Regions from separate parts of the Rattus norvegicus genome. Here region 2 is linked to region 1. A link is a contact called in public Hi-C data. All regions are on one chromosome and are shown on one strand. The core of a region is the stretch at or near the end of the contact, and the rest is flanking DNA. Distances in the headings are between cores, read along the strand shown. Region 1 has its middle 87 kb from the start of Trnaa-agc61. Region 2 has its middle 63 kb from the start of Ano5.

What was found. A called contact is a pair of places that touch in the nucleus more often than the background predicts.
Region 2: a Hi-C map of the A7r5 cell line shows a contact between it and region 1, with 2.2 times the contacts expected there. The contact joins two enhancer-like sites. A contact is called at or near these places in 2 of 12 Hi-C or Micro-C datasets (the A7r5 cell line and the Rat2 cell line).

Annotation. Positions count from the first base shown.
Region 1 is chr1:110,054,852-110,062,820 of GRCr8, reverse strand. It overlaps the pseudogene Ftl1-ps1. Among named protein-coding and RNA genes, the nearest start is that of Trnaa-agc61, 87 kb to the right of the region's middle. Within about 2 kb of position 4,435, at least 2 of the 93 cell types and tissues checked have an H3K27ac peak or open chromatin away from gene starts, as enhancers often do. A contact at or near this core is called in the A7r5 cell line, where this site is marked.
Region 2 is chr1:110,155,539-110,163,507 of GRCr8, reverse strand. No RefSeq gene overlaps it. Among named protein-coding and RNA genes, the nearest start is that of Ano5, 63 kb to the left of the region's middle. Within about 2 kb of position 5,312, at least 2 of the 93 cell types and tissues checked have an H3K27ac peak or open chromatin away from gene starts, as enhancers often do. A contact at or near this core is called in the A7r5 cell line, where this site is marked.

The DNA of each region.
Region 1 (7,969 bases), core at 3,186-5,685:
GTAGTTATTAAACATTCAAAAGAAAGTCCATATAAAGGATCAATTGAGATGTGAAAGCCTTTCTGAAAATCCAGTTATTAGGATTCTGAGGGTTGGCTTTTATAGTAAGTGGCTTTTATGTTTCAGAAGATGAGTTATGTGATTCATCAACTCAAACCTCATCCTTGTTCACAGAGATCTTAAATAGGAAATGACAGTGCAGAAGAGGCTGTGTCTGTCTGCAGAGCTGCAGCTTGTCTCTGGAACTTGTCATGACTTCCTTGTTGAACCTCAGATCTTCCTAAGTATGGCTAGAGAGATGGTTGAAGTCAGTGTATAAGATCTGGACTGGGAGCACTGGTATCCATTTTCACATTCCCTTTCACTGTTGTTACCCAGTTCTTTGTATCAGTTCATGAATACTTGTCTGGTTGCTGGGTGGATTCTCCGGTAAGCAGGGAACATCAAATGGCCTTGCATTCATTATCTCCACTGTGTCATTGTGTTGTAGCACAATGATGGTGGAGGGGAGGAGTCTACCCTGGGCTTCTGTCTCATTCAAGTTCTGAGTGTCATATATATATATATATATATATATATATATATATATATATATATATATATATATATACATACACACGACAGGGATGCATGGCAGTCATGTGTACCCAAGAGATAGAGCTCGAAAACTCTAACAGGATGCAAGGTATCTCATAGGATCTTGTTAGGTGGCAGATTCTTTTATAGCATCATTTAGAGAAAAGAGTTATTAATCATTTCCAAAACTCTGTTGGCTGATACTAATGTAAGCAATCCTTGGATCACATATTGTATAAAAAGGCTTCAAAACAGTGGTGTTAAGCAACGTTCAGACTGAAGGAGAGAGTCTTTGAGGGCCTTTGGTTATTAATCAGGACCTAATAGTTTATCCCACAGTTGTACTATAATTTAGTTTCCATATTGCTAAATTCCATGTATGACAAATCCACCTTGTCAAAAATGTGCCCATCCTTTGGGTTCTGAAGGAAGGACCCTGATAAAACTTTCTCATGCATCAATAGCAATAAATACTTGTGGTATTTGTGTATTCTCATGTATTCTTCCCTTCATTCAGGCTGTGCCAATAAAAATACAACTGGCTTCAAAAAAGAAGCACTTCTCAGTGTTTCCCCAAAGCAATGGGAATTTTTAATGAAATTATTCTATTTAATTCCTCTTCTGCAACGTTTTCTGCTTACAGACCCATGCCGTATTCTGACATCAGGGCATGCTTAATAATGCCCTGAGAAGCGTTTCCTTCCAGCTCTCTGATCATGTGCCTGCTTTGCTATGCTCGTTAAATATTTTAAGTGTTGAGTTCGTGAAGGCTCATAGCTGTCACAGAGGAAAGAATTTATAATGCATCCCCGGTGTGGAATTCAAATATAGTACTTAGCACACAGATAATATATGGAATCTCAAATCATGCGGAGTGACTTTGTGTCTTAAGATATGCACGGGGCTCAATCAGTTGATTAAACATTATCTGTAGCAGATGGCAGCCGACAGAAATAACTTCTTTCCAGAATGCCTTGGATTCTTTGGATTTGAAGTTTCTAAAGAAAAAAAATGTAAAAATTTTCTTAATTACTGTTTAACCTATACAGCAACAATAATTTGGAGGACTGTTATCTTTAGGAATCAGAGTAGCCCCGTGGCAGTGTAAACCTATGCCGAACTGAAGCAGAATGTCTTTTTTCTTCTCTTCTCCACTTTTAACACCTTATCAGTTATTTTCCGAGTGATCAGAAAAGCACACAAGTATCCAGATGCTAACTTAGAAGTGACCATGCAAGGTAGAGAATTACTGCAGTGGTAAGAATTGGACTAGAACTCAGTAGGTCTGGGTTCTTTTTTCTGTGTACTGTGCATAGACCAGAGGTTAAAACTATTTTAAGTGATAACAATGAAACCATTTTATAAGCCTACATGTTACCCATCAGATTGAATATCTTACTGAATTGTCACCATGCCGTGGGGACTGATGAAGTGGGTGTGGCATGCATGTCACCTGAGTCTTGATTCCAAGATATCTTCTTTTTTTTTCCTGGGAGAAGAGATGACTCCTTTAGATCTCTTTACCCCAAAACCCATCACAGATCTCTGTTCCTCTGATAACTCTGCACAAGTCCCCACCTTTGATGGTCAGAGGTTTTCAGAATTCAGGCAAAACTGTTTCTCTTCCTTGTCATGTTCACTTTTAGAGTTTTAATGAAATGAGTTGTGTTTCCTCACAGTTTATATGATATTGCTTCAAATATGAGTGCCCAAAAAGGCAAAGTGCTTGGTGTTTAGAAAGGGGCTCCTAAGAAAGTGAATTGAGTTAAAAACCAAACAAAGTTTGTGCAAAATAAAATCTTTCCTTTTTTTTTTTCTGTTTCAAAAAGCTTTATTTTGACTTGGTCCAATACTTGGGAGAGGCTCCAGGGCGGTTACAAAGCTGCCTAGTGGCTTTAGAGGTTCATTCGGGTGGAGGTGCTGAGGCAGCTGGTGCAGAGCAGAGGAGGGAGCCCCTTGGAAGGCACAGAGGCCTAGTCGTGCTTCAGAGTGAGGCGCTCAAAGAGATACTTGCCCAGAGATGCCTGGGCCACGCCAGTCTGCGCTGGTTGTGGCCCTGCTACCCTACGGAGTTTTCTTGATGAGCTTCTTGATGAGCTTCTCCTCCTTATCCAGGAAATGGCTTTCCAAGAATTCACAGAGGTGAGGGTCTGTGCGGGCAGAGCCCAGGGCATGCTGATCCAGGAGGGCCTGGTTCAGGTTCTCCTCCAAGGCCAAGGCAGCTTCCATGGCCTCCAGGGTTTTACCCCACTCATCTTCAGATGGCTTCTGCACATCCTGAAAGATTGCTAGGCCCCTCTGCAACTTGAGGAGACACTCGGTGCCTGTGTGCTTTCGTGGAAGAAGTGGCCTACGCCCTCCAAAACCACATCATCTGGATCGAAAAAGAAACCCAGAGAGAGGTAGGTGTAGGAGGCCCGCAGGTGCAAGTTGACCAGGCGGTTCACCGCAGCTTCCACTTCGGTGGAATAATTCTGAAGAATCTGAGAGGTCATGGCTGATCCAGAGTATGGAGCTAACCGCGAAGACGGGGCTGGATGGTCCTAGGAGCCGAAGGCGGCAAGGAGATGGTCCCGGAGGCTGCGACTGGAGAGACTTGTAAGGCGGCTGGAAGTGAATAAAGTGGGAGTCCCCGGGTCTGTTCCGTCCAAACACTGTTGAAGCAAGATACAGATCCACGGGATCTCCAAAGCGCTGCTTCAATTTTTCCTTTTCAATTTCTGTTTTTCATTGGAAGAGGAAATCTGGTCAAGAAAGAAAGAAAGAAAGAGAGGGAGGGAGGGAGGGAGGGAGGGAGGGAGGGAGGGAAGAAGAAGGAAGGAAGGAAGGAAGGAAGGAAGGAAGGAAGGAAGGAAGGAAGGAAGGAAGGAAGGAAGAAGCCAGAGGATACAACCTGGAGCAATGACCTTCTGACAACCCAGTGAGAAGGTGTCCGTCTTTACGCTGAGATGAGGCTTAAGAGATCACAAACCTCGAGGCTTGGCACCATTAGTAATCATTTCAATTGCTTAAATCGCTCAGTATATGGTATTTAGTTTGCACTAAAAACTAAAGTGCAAATCTTCGGTGGTTGCAGTTTCTTTCAAGGTTCTGTGCTTCTTTATAGCTGAACAATTTTACGTACGTCACAAATATTTTAATATGATGAAGCCACATGACCAGATGGAGAGTAAAACACCCAATTCTAACACTGTATGTTTATCAGAATAGGTGGGATGTATGTTTCACATATACGCCTATCTAGAATAGATGATTTTGAAAAACCTATCTGAGCTTTCAGTCCTCTAGGTGTTTCAAGCAATGCTAGAGCATTCCACATGGCTTGTCGAGCTAGTCCTGTGATGGTCAAGTCAGGAGTTAAATACACAGCTCTGTGGAGCGTCCATGATATAAGACGTTCCCTCAGAATGATTCACTCAAGCGAGACAGCTCAGCAATTGCTTGAAACTGAACACCCATCTTGCTATTCCAACTTTGGTCTTTCTTTCCATGACCCTCAGTCCAGGGCAAGTGAGGTTTTGAAAAAAAATATGTCCTGGCACTACTGGTATTTTTGGTCTCAGATTTCAGAAATGTTCCTGTTCCACACACTTAGGGTAAATTTTTCATCTATTCATTAATTCCCTTCAATTTTGTAATAGCCTACCATATAAAGATACCAGGCAAATGGTACTTAACATGCAGGACCAGCTTTCTTGTTTGCCAAGTGTAGAAATCTCCAGTTCCACCCTTTTGGAGGTGATAATGAGATGTAAGTGTATTAGTTCAGAAAAGGTTATTAATTTATATGTGGCTCCTTTTTGGGTCAGGCCTGCGTTTGCTCCACTGCCAGGCACAGCCTCTCGGGGAGAGATGGGATGTGAGGAGTTTAACTGTGTTTATCCCACAGAACCACCAGGGCAGGGGTGCTGGGCTGTAGGGAGTGCTGAGACACCTCTCCAGGGTTAGGAAAATGCTCTGAGATGTGGAGAAGCCTGAGCTGGTTAGGGTGTCCCTGGGCCTGAGATGAGGTGGGGGGTGGTGGAATGGGGTACTCATTATGTACTTATACTTGATTATTTTTAAAGACAGGGTATATGAAGTTCTTTCAGGTTAATCTTAGACTCTCTCTACCTGTCTCTGTCTTCTGAGAATGGGCAGCTCACATTGTTGACATGTGCTAGCATGCCCAGCTTCACAATCACTTTTAAAAATTAACAAACTGCTCTAATATATTGAGAGGCTCACCCTAATTTTGTAAACCTGTTTTTGAAAACATAAACTTGTTTTCTAAGCACTTAATTATGCTTCTAGACCTTGAGAACAGATCTTCTTCAGACTCACAATGTATTAATATCTTCTTGGAACAGGAGTTCATTTTATACTTATAGGGTGGTAGATGAAAGTCTTTTTTACCAACGATATGAACACATGGAACTTTGGTTGTTTAACATGTAAGTTTAGAATAGGGCAATACATGGTAGTTACCAGTCTAGATAATAAGGATGTGTTCTCTTCCCAGGTGGGCATATGATTCTTAGTTGCTTGTGCTCACAAGTGATACTGAAATAGAGAGCATGAAATCAGTTGGATTCCCTTCATCAAACAGAAAAGAAATCTCACCACAAAGAGATTACAACAGAATAATGTGAAGCCATGTAGGTGAAAGTTGCAAACAGCAGAATGAAAATTCAATCCACAGAAACAAAGAGTGGACAAGGTCCAGTTACTGTCTGAGATCCTCTGGGAACCCAACCAGAGAGAGGCTGAGGTTAGAGTGTCCAAGTCAGTCTCCTAGGTTAGTCACTCTGCCCAGTTAACTCATTTGACCATCAGTATAGATGGAATCCTAAAATACCTCAAGTTTAAGTTTTGAAAAGTTAAAAGCCTGCCCAGAGCACAGATACCAAATGCACACACCAAATGTCTCATTATATTCTGTAGAGAACACATAAAATGGTAAGACTGGTTCAAAATACTTTTACAAACAATCCGGGAAAAATTGTCCTGATAAGATTGCTGAATTAAATCTAAAAACAATGTCCATTGGGGCAAACAGTAGCCCTTTGGTTTACCTTTGGCATGAAAAGAAATTAGTTGCATTTTTACCAGACAAAATTCTCCTTGTCAGATGACCAAGCCAAGACCTTTAATTTAACAGGATAAAAGGAAGAAAGCTCTATTTTCAAGTACTTGAGGTCTGTGCCCAGGATAATAGTACTGTGATCAAGAGGGCCCCTACTTGATTAAGTGGAAGAATATCTCAGTACATAGCAATTGTGATGTAGGATAGTCTTTCAGTTTACTTCACTTCCCCCAAATGAAGTGGCTAAGTAACTAAGATCAATAATAGTAGCCATGCTTTTGTTTCACAAATATGTCTGGCTGAATTTATCATCTTGGCTGAGTTTTTGAGAAGGGATCTTGTTCTATGTTCCTGGCTGGTCTGGAACTCGCCGTGTAGATCAGAGTGGCTTGATCCTCTTGCCTTTTCCTCCCACGTTCTGAGATTTCAAGTGTACACCACTTAATCACTACTTAGTGACAGATAATGGGCTATTGATGACCACACAGCAAAGGACAGAAAGATGGGTGGAGAAAGGGATAATTTCCTAAACTCTCAATATGATGATGCATGCGGCTTATTTGTGTTCTTGAGTTTAGTGTTGACTCCTTTTTTGAACAATTGACAAGGAGTCAGAACCAGTGAATGGTTTATGAAAATCTCTCTGTAGAAAAGACAAATCTTGTTTCAAAGGGTGATACCAGCCAGACAGTGGTGTTTTATGACTTTAATCCCAAGATTTAGGAGGCAGAGGCAGGTAGAACTCTGAGTTCCAAGCCAGTCTAGTCTACAAAGTGAGTTCCAGGACAGCCAGGGCTGCTACACAGAGAAACCCTGTCTCAAGAAAACAAAACCAAAGAAAATCAAAAACAAAAAACAAATGAACAATCCCACCCCCAATTTTTTTTGAAAATTTAAAAGGGGTGACACAAATCAAATTCTGAAGTGTGTTTTGACAGATGTTACTTGAGGACCATGAATACTTGGTCACACTGAGGGACCAGGACCATGATGCTATTCTGATCACATGGGGCTTCATGTGTATCTCAGTTTCAAAAGCAGCAACCCTCTTCTCCTTGTTTTAAGTGTGATTTTAGACAGATTTTGCAAATGAACTTTACCACTGCAGTCACTTCTCACCATACAGGATCTTTTAAAAAGCAAACTGCCTTTGCTTTTTAATCATTTTGTATGAAAGAACCTTTTAAAAACATTATTACATACCAGTCCCCGCCCCGTGTGTGTGTGTGGTGTGTGTGTGTGTGTGTGTGTGTGTGTGTGTGTGTGTGTGTGTGTGTGTATGTATTCATAGAATGTCATGCTCACAGAGACCTGAAGAAGGTATTCCACTTTCTGGAGTTACAGGCAGTGTGCCATTCTAGACATGGGTGCTGGGAACTGAATGTGAATCTCCTACAAGTGCAGTGCAGGGCATGATTTTAACTGCTAAAAATATCTCTCTATCCCCAAAATGACCTTCTAAATAGTCTTGCTTTATGACTCACATCTTCAATGGTCCACACGTTACCATTTCACAACTGTCTTAGCTGTCAGTTATTGTCATCACTAACTGGAACCAACTCTCATACAGGGCATAGGAGAACGTAAGATATCAATGTGAGAGCACAGCTGGAGCTTAGAGCCAGAAATTTCGGTGGGAAAGGGGCTTTTATTTCCCTATCTAATCTTTGAGTCAGGTCTTGGAGATAGGAATGACAGGTTATGATCAAATATTTTCCAGGAAGATAAGCTAGTGCTTTCTAAAAGAATATGCTAAATGCTTCTGGATTTTCCTTTCCTAGATAACATGGGATCCAGAATAACTGGCTCAGACTCAGCTGTTCAAACCCTGATCTTATACCCATATCAAGTAGAATTGTCACTTGTTTGCTCAATAAACATTATAGTATGCAGACTTGTGTATTGCGGTCGGTATAGAAATATGCAGTAAATGTCAGGGCAAGGAGAAGAAGAGACTTGTGAACAGGTTTACAGAAACATGGCAAGTACAGTTTTAGCATCCTACTTGATAAAAGAGATCAGTCATGACAGAGTGCAGTCACAGTGTTCAGGAGATGCTAACTAAGGCTCTGGGACATCCTTTGACCCTGATCCACCTTAGCTCATTCTACTGATAACTGACGCCTGAAATCCTACCCTTGTTGTTGAGGAATTACTTTACAGCTTTCTGCCAATAGTGGGACTCCTTGGAGCCTCTTGTTCTATAGACTGTGGCCAGCTTGCTATAATGTAAGGACCAGGAAGGCAGTGGACAGACTCAGACTGAGAACTATACTGTGCTAGAAACAGATCTTCCCAAAGGGGTCACTATTTGGCTACAGTTTGTAA
Region 2 (7,969 bases), core at 4,063-6,562, 100 kb before region 1:
CTATCAGCTCTTACATTTTGGGCCCATCATCTATGGAAGATCTGTAGGTAAACTCATGATTCTTCATCAATCGACCACAAGTTTCATATAAACAAGTACAGACTGAACACAGGTTGATCTGGGTTCAGATTCTATCTATGCAGAAAACTAAAGTGTTTGGGGGTATTTTGTACATCTTCACTTTTTCATGAGTAAATATGGGTAACGACAATATACTTGTGGCTTTATTTCAGATTATAGTTCCACATCACAGTTCATTATTGAAGGGACTCATCAGGGCAGAAATTCAAGGCAGGAGGTTGGAAGCATGAACCGAGGTAGAAGCTATGAAGGAATGTTGCTTACTGGTTATTTTTACACCACTTCATCCACTTGCCTTTCCTTTAAAATGTACCCCAGGACCACCTGCCTGGGGGTGCCACTACCCACAATCATCTGGGTCCTTGCACTTCAGTCATCAGTCAAGAAAGTGCTCCACAGGCCACTCTGCGGCGGGGTGGGGGGGTATTTTCTCACTTGAGGTTCCTTCTTTCCAAATAGCTCTAGTTTACATTAAGTCGATACAAAACTAGTGGACACAGAATGTAGCGGTTCACACTTCACCTGAACACAGGAAGCAGATTGAGAGGGAGAGAGGGGCAGAGGAAGAGGGAGGGGGTGGAGGGAGGGGGAGGGGGAAGCATATGAGGGTGGGGAGAGGGAGAGAAGGGGAGAGAGAGAGACAGACAGAGACAGAGAGATAGGGAGACAGAGACAGACAGCGACAGAGACGAGAGGAGGGAGGGGGAGGGGAAGAGAGAAGAGGAGAGGAGAGGAGAGGAGAGGAGAGGAGAGGAGAGGAGAGGAGAGGAGAGGAGAGGAGAGGAGAGGAGAAGGAGAGGAGAGGAGAGGAGAAGGAGAGGAGAGGAGAGGAGAGGAGAGGAGAGGAGAGGAGAGGAGAGGAGAAGGAGAGGAGAAGGAGAGGAGAAGGAGAGGAGAGGAGAGGAGAGAGGAGAGGAGAGGAGAGGAGAGGAGAGGAGAGGAGAGGAGAGGAGAGGAGAGGAGAGGAGAGGAGAGGAGAGGAGAGGAGAGGAGAGGAGAGGAGAGGAGAGGAGAGGAGGAAACAGCCAGGCTATAAACCCCCAAAGCAAGGCCCCAGTGACATACCTCTTAGGGTCAGACTCTACCTCATAAAGGCTCTATAACATTCACAAACAGCATCACTACTTGGAGAACAGCCAGAAGAGACAACAACTCTATTCAGAATACTTAGCATTAAAGTGTGTTCATCTTTGTTTTTCAAATTTAATTTATTTGGACAATTGTTTCCAATTTATACTTCTCTCTCTTTCCTAGTCAAGATTTAAACACCACATAGTTAGTTAGAGCACAAGTATATTGGTAAAACAATTCAATCGCTGGAATACAGTTGTGAGAGCCATTCTTCACTGGCCTTACCAGCAGCCTAATGGGTTATTTGACTTTCTTGGGTACAGTGTGCTTTGTTTGAGAAGTTCATAAGGTATCTACACACTCAATACAAATTAAATATTACAACAGAGATGGTACTTAATGCAATTCACCTTAAACCTTAAAACTATTTGGTAATCAAAAAGGGAAAAACCGTTTACCCTCATTAAAATAACATTTATTCTAGAATTTTATTGTTTAATTTTGTATGCATTCAACTCAACTATTTTGTTGTTAGCTATAAGTGGCAGCAGAGAATAATAAATGAACCATGCAATACACAAATTCTCTGCTAAGTAATAATTACACACACATTATTCTTTCAAGGAGCAATCTAGTTCTCCTCCTGCCTGCCCTGAGCAGTCCTGTCACTTGGAAGCAGATGGGCTTTCTGAAGATTTAAGGTGTTACAAAATCATCCTGTTTTTTTTCCTGTTCAGTTGTAGAGTCTAGGAACTTTGGAGAATAAATAGATAATATTTTTTCCTACTAGAAAACTTTAAAATTCAATTATTTAAACAAGCTTTCAGATAAAGATATTACCTGATGTTTTGTGAGAGATGGTACAATGCTTATTCTTTTTCTGTCTGTCAGGGAGGGTTTTTCTTTTTTTCATTGTTTTAGTTTTGGTGGTGGATCAATGAAGAAAATACATTTGATGGTGAAAATGAGACATTTAATGTGAAACCTCACAGTGTTCATTCCAAATGCCAACTTTAACTGTATAAAAGTTCAATGAGTTGCATAGATGTAGGGTTTGATTAATTTTGGTGTGTGGTGTTTTTACTCTATAGAAAATGTAAACCCAAAATGTACGTTCCTGAGAATTCACATGTAAATAAATGCATTAGTTTCAACTTACTTTATCAGACTAATAAAAGGGTCTTCTTTTTTGCATTATTAATTATGAAATGATTTTTTCACAGCCACTGCTAATGTGTGATTTAGGGAAAAGGCCATGATCACAGGGCAGTTGTTAGAGGTTAAATTGGATGGAGTTAAGTGGTCAGGTCTTTAGGGTTGACTGTTCAGTGCCGTCTCATTCAACTAATATTTGCTACACATTGGAACTGAATTTGGAGAACATTTTGTGGAGAAAGTGTATTGAGAGAAAGAGAAAAGAGGCCAAGATAAAGGAGAAGGTAGATGAAAGCAGACAGAGACTGAACAGGAAACAAGCCTGGGGCAGTTTGGGTAGACAGGGGTCTGGATTTGAAACAGACGTAGATTCAGGGTGGATGATCTACTGCCTTGTTTTTCTCTGAGTGTCCTAAGATAATTTGCTCCTGTGTCTACTCCTCAGATTTGTTAACACCAAATATGAAGAGTGGCCTTCTAAGAACTTCAGTATTTCTGAAATTTGCTGGAAAATGTCTGCACAATATCCACTGCAAGGATCTGGAAGGAGAACATGCCAAATGCGATGAAAGGCAGGAACACGGCTTGGTTCTGACTTCTTCCAGGCAGAGCTGCTGCACAAGGCAGGGCCACCCAGGATGACAAAGACTAAAATAAAACAAATCATTTGCAAAGTGATTTCCTGCTGAGCAGTGTGCTAAGCTGCCCACTGTGGGTACTTGTTAACTAACACAGAACAGACCTGACCATCGTGAGTGGCAAATCCTCTCACACAGCAAATGGCATTGCGTGGATACTAATGAATAGGGGCAAAGAAAGCCAAATGATGTAATGGGACCACCAACCCTGGCAGCTGAGTAAGACAGTGTTGTACTTCACCAGAGAAGTGAAGCCTGGTTTGGTATGTTGGGCCAAAGGAATAAGTGTCCTCTGAATTAGATAACTCCCATTCATAAAAGAGGTTGAAGCAATGCAGAGAGTGCTTTGCCTAAAGAGCAACACAAATTAATATATTTTAAAAATCGAGACAATGCCTTTATTGTCCAGTCTAACCTCAAATGTGCTATGGAACCGAAGATGACCTTGAAATTCTCATCCTCCTGCCTCCATTTCAAAAGTGCTAGCATTATAGGCATGTGCCACTGCGCCCATTTTTGCAGTGCTAGGGATCCAAATCGGGGCTTTGTGCCTAAGAGGGAAGCAGGGTCAATGTAATATAATTTGTCAGGCGCCTGCTGTATACATCCTCACTGTCTACAGTGTTAGAGCCTAAAGGCTGAAGGGCTAAAGTTTCCTAGGACTGTTAAGAAGAAAACATTTCCTTAAGCAATCCCTCATTTTATTTGGTCCTTATGAGAATCTAGGTATTGATAAGAATTCTTTTATCATTGTGGTCAAGGTCAACTTCTCTCAAAGGCTTTCCTTATATGCTCTTTCTTATGGAATTGATCATGACAATTTCATGTTCGTCTTTTGTTGTTTACAGTAATGGAACCGAGCCTGGCTTTGGGCATGTTTGGTACCTCTGTCACTGAGCTATATCCCTAGTTCTTTGTGCTAGATTTTTAATTACAGAGGATATAATAAATCTAGATGTGGTGACCCCCTTTTTTTTTCTTAAAATCTGAGTGTGTATTGATGTGTGGGCATATGCATGTGTATGAATGTGTTTGTGTAACTTCCTATGAAGAAGTCTACAAATGTCTCTATCTAGGTACAATTAGAACAGAGGACAACTTTGTCATTCCTCAGATACTTTCTACCTTTTCTTTGACATAGGATCTCTCATTGGCCCAGAGCCTTGTCAGGTAAGTAGGCTTCCTGGAGTCTGCCTGCCTCCAACACTCATCTAGCCGTCCCTGGAATTATAGGTTCATGCTTCTGCCACACCAAGCTCTTCATGTGGGTTTTAAGGTTCCAAACTCATGCTTGCAAGGCAAACACCATCTCCCAGGCTCTACTTTACTGTACTTCAAATTCTATTGGAAGACGAAGGCTTCCTTTGATCTGTTCCAGGAGGCTTATGCTTCTTTAGAGCAATTATTCCAGTGAGTGGGGGGATTAAAAATAATTTGTAAAGCTATAACACACTTTGCAAATGGAGAAAGTGTCTGTTGTATCCCCATGGTCCCTGAGTTATTCAATACAGATTAAAGAAAGTTAATGGTCCTAGAAGGGACTTTGTTTTGGAAAGGAATCTAAGCTAAGCAGTGGGCAGTGGTCACTGAGGGAACTTGGAAGCAACAAACACAGGAAGCTTTCTTGCCCGTGGCCTTACTAGTAAGATGAAACAGGAAAGGTCTCCTACTGTCACCTATCGATTCAGACCTTTGAACACTTGGTCTCCAGCTGGTGGCACTGTTTGGAGAGTTATAGAGAACTGAGGTTCTGTAGAGGAAGTGTATCAATGGGGAATGGCTTTGGGGTTTACAACAGTCCCTTTCAGTTCTCTTTCTGCTTCGTGTGTGTAGTTAAAGGTGTGATCTTCAAGTTTCCTGCTCCTGCCACTGTGTCTGCAGCTTGCTGCTGTGCTATACCACAATGAAGAACTGTCATTCCTCTGGAACCCGATGGGATAAATTCTTCTGTCTATAAGATACTTTTGGCTGGTTATTTTATCGCTGCAATGGAAGAGTAACAAACACACCCATTACATTCTTTCATTTCTCTGTGCTTGTTACTGAGCAGGTCCAGAAACTGCCCTTCTTGACATGTTCTCTGCGGCTCTGCGGCCTCAGGCAATGCTCATGTCTCATGCTTGAGTAGTTCTCTTTTAGATGGACTGTCGGCTACCTTCCACCTGGACCAAGTGACAGAAGCATTTGTTAGGAGAAGGTGCAAAAATACTTGTCCTGAAATGAAGTCCCAAGGCAGCTGCACTAAGCCGACTTTCAATTTCTAGTTCTTAACAGACTTTCGAATCTATAAACTATTTTCTTACCCACAGGAAGGTCTGAGCACCGCATACTTTCACCAGTGGGGGTAAGTTAGCATTCTGCTTGCATATTATGACCTTCTTTGACTAGAATAAATTTAGAATAAATGTTTGCTGCTGCAGTCACTTTGGAATGTACTTGCTTCTTTTCTTATTTAATTGGCAGATAAATATTATGCATAGTCAAGGACTACAAGGCTATAGAATATGGATTTTCAAGTGAAGTACTTTAAGTACTAACTGTCCTTTGGGTGCAACATGAAATTAATTCATACAACAAGCGCAGTGCCTATGCCCATAAACATCATCTACATATAATGTCATATTTATATGAGATCATTTTGAAGCACAATATCACAAAGAAAGCGTAGCAAAGCAATGCGTTCGTAGTTTATAGACACTCCATAGGGTAAAATCTTTTAAGGACATTATTGTTTTTGCTACCTTTTAGTTCCTCATATCCAGGAGGCATCATTGGAATGGAACAAGCCTAGGAATAAGCAGGAGTTATTTATTCCATGATCCATAAACAATAAACCCAAATCTGTCTCCTTTTCTTCTCCTTTGTCACCATGATTTCACTGAAAGAATAAGTTACATCATCACAGCCTGGGTTATCTAAACTGAAATAAAGGCCAGTGTGGAAATTGCTGATAATATCATTCTATGTATGGGTGGGACACAAATATAAAATCCGGAAGGTTGCTTAATATGAACCCCAAAACTTAATCAGCACATAGCATGCTTTCCGTTATCGTGTCATATGCCATATGAGAGTTCAGAATGTTCCTTTTTTTTCTTTTAGCTTTGAGAATGTACACCTTAAATGGCTGTTGAAGAATTCCCCATAGAAGCTGTGTGTTGGAGTAACTCTTTTTTTTTCAGAAGGACCCTTGATTAGACTCTGTGAGGTCTTCAGCTCCGGAGAGAAGTTGAATCCTGTTCATTTTTTCACCCTTGCCATCATATACTTAGAAACACACGCAGAAAAACATTGCATATTCAGGAAAAGCCACTGAATACAAAGCACTGTGGTGGAAAAGAAAAGTCAATTTGGTCATTTAACCTTTGTCCAACAAAGGACAGATGGGATCTGCCTTTTCTCCATGAAACTGTGTGCTGAGTGCATTTTCCCTCCTTTAAAACCGTGTGGTTATGAAGCTTGGTACAGTCAAATAATGAGTCTCAACAATGTATGCACAAACACATTTGTTATCCTCCTCTTTTCTATTGACACAAGTAGGCTTAGTGAGCAAAGACTAGAGGCCCTTGAGAATAAAAGAGAGGAAAGTAAAGGTGCATGGGGGTTGGGGTAAGAGTGCGGGTTCATGGCACTGTACTTTTGCAAGCAGAATTGCTGCCAGGACACAGGCGAAGCTCTGACCCAGGAATAATGTCTGACAAAGGAAAATAGAAGGAGTGGCTAAGGGCCACACAAAGTCAGGACTTAGTGTCCTACTATAAGATAGAAGGCTGACGACCCTCTGACTGAAATTAGAATTGCTCCTTTAAGAAATATGGTACAGGCAACTGTGACAATCTGACTATTGTGCCATCAAAATGATAATAAGTGAAACTAAAATTATATCCACATGTGTGTGCGCGCGCACGTGCACACACACAGACACACACACACACACACACACACACACACACACACACACAATCTTTCCAGTTGAGGATGATATACAGGAGAGAAAAGTAGAGGGAGAGGGATGGAGAGATTCTCAGGATGCAGAAACAGAAAGAATAGCAACAGTGATATGACAGAATACCTTTATACTTTCTATAAGGTCCTTAAATTTATCATTTCTAGGAGGTAATACTTCAGCCTAGATCAGAGGTAGAAAACCTCTTTACATGAACATGTAGGAGACAGAAGACAGTCTGCATTCATTTAGTGTTATTTGCATTGTACATATCGTTTAGAGGGATTGGATAACCTATCAGAGAGCTTGTTACTGGAGAAGACTCATTCTCCCTCCCTCAAACATAATTAACTGGTTATAGCTCAGCACCTGGGGCTGGGACCTTGTGAAGTTTCCCATGTGCACACTGGCATGTCAGCTATTGTCTTCACATGGATCTGGTTTAGGTGACCAGATAGTAAATCTCATGGGTGCACCTTCTCTGTCCCTTCTAGCAGAAGGTGTACTGGTCCTCTGGCTCTCAGAGTCTTCCCATCCGCTCTTCTGTGATGTTCTTTAGGTATAGAGGCTGTGTTGTAGATGCACTCACTGGGGCTTGGCACCCCCACAGTCAGTCACTTATCCTTAGATGCAGATTGTTGATTAAAGGAAAATCAAGGCCGAGCAATGGTCTAATAGATTCTGGTTACAGCAACACTTAATGCTTTATACTTAACACCAAAAGGACAGTCTGGCGCTGTGGTGGTACCTGCCCGAATCCTTGGCGTCTAGGAAGCTGAGGCAGGAGGTTAAAGAGTTCTGACCCAGCAGCTCATACCTCAGCCTAATTAAATCATAATAACCTGCCTCAAAAGAATTCGAAACATTAACTATGACGGGATTTTCAATGTAGTGACTTTGAGGGAGGGCTGTGACAATTCTGAAACATTATCTCCAGACCAATTCTAGTTTTAATTTATTTCTCATTTTCCTCAGTTCAGAGGCGTCACTTTTTGATAGTCAGCAAACACTTCTCACCTTTGTTTTCCTCTTTGGAAAATAGTGAAGATAAATTTAATTCTCAGAACTCTCATGAGAA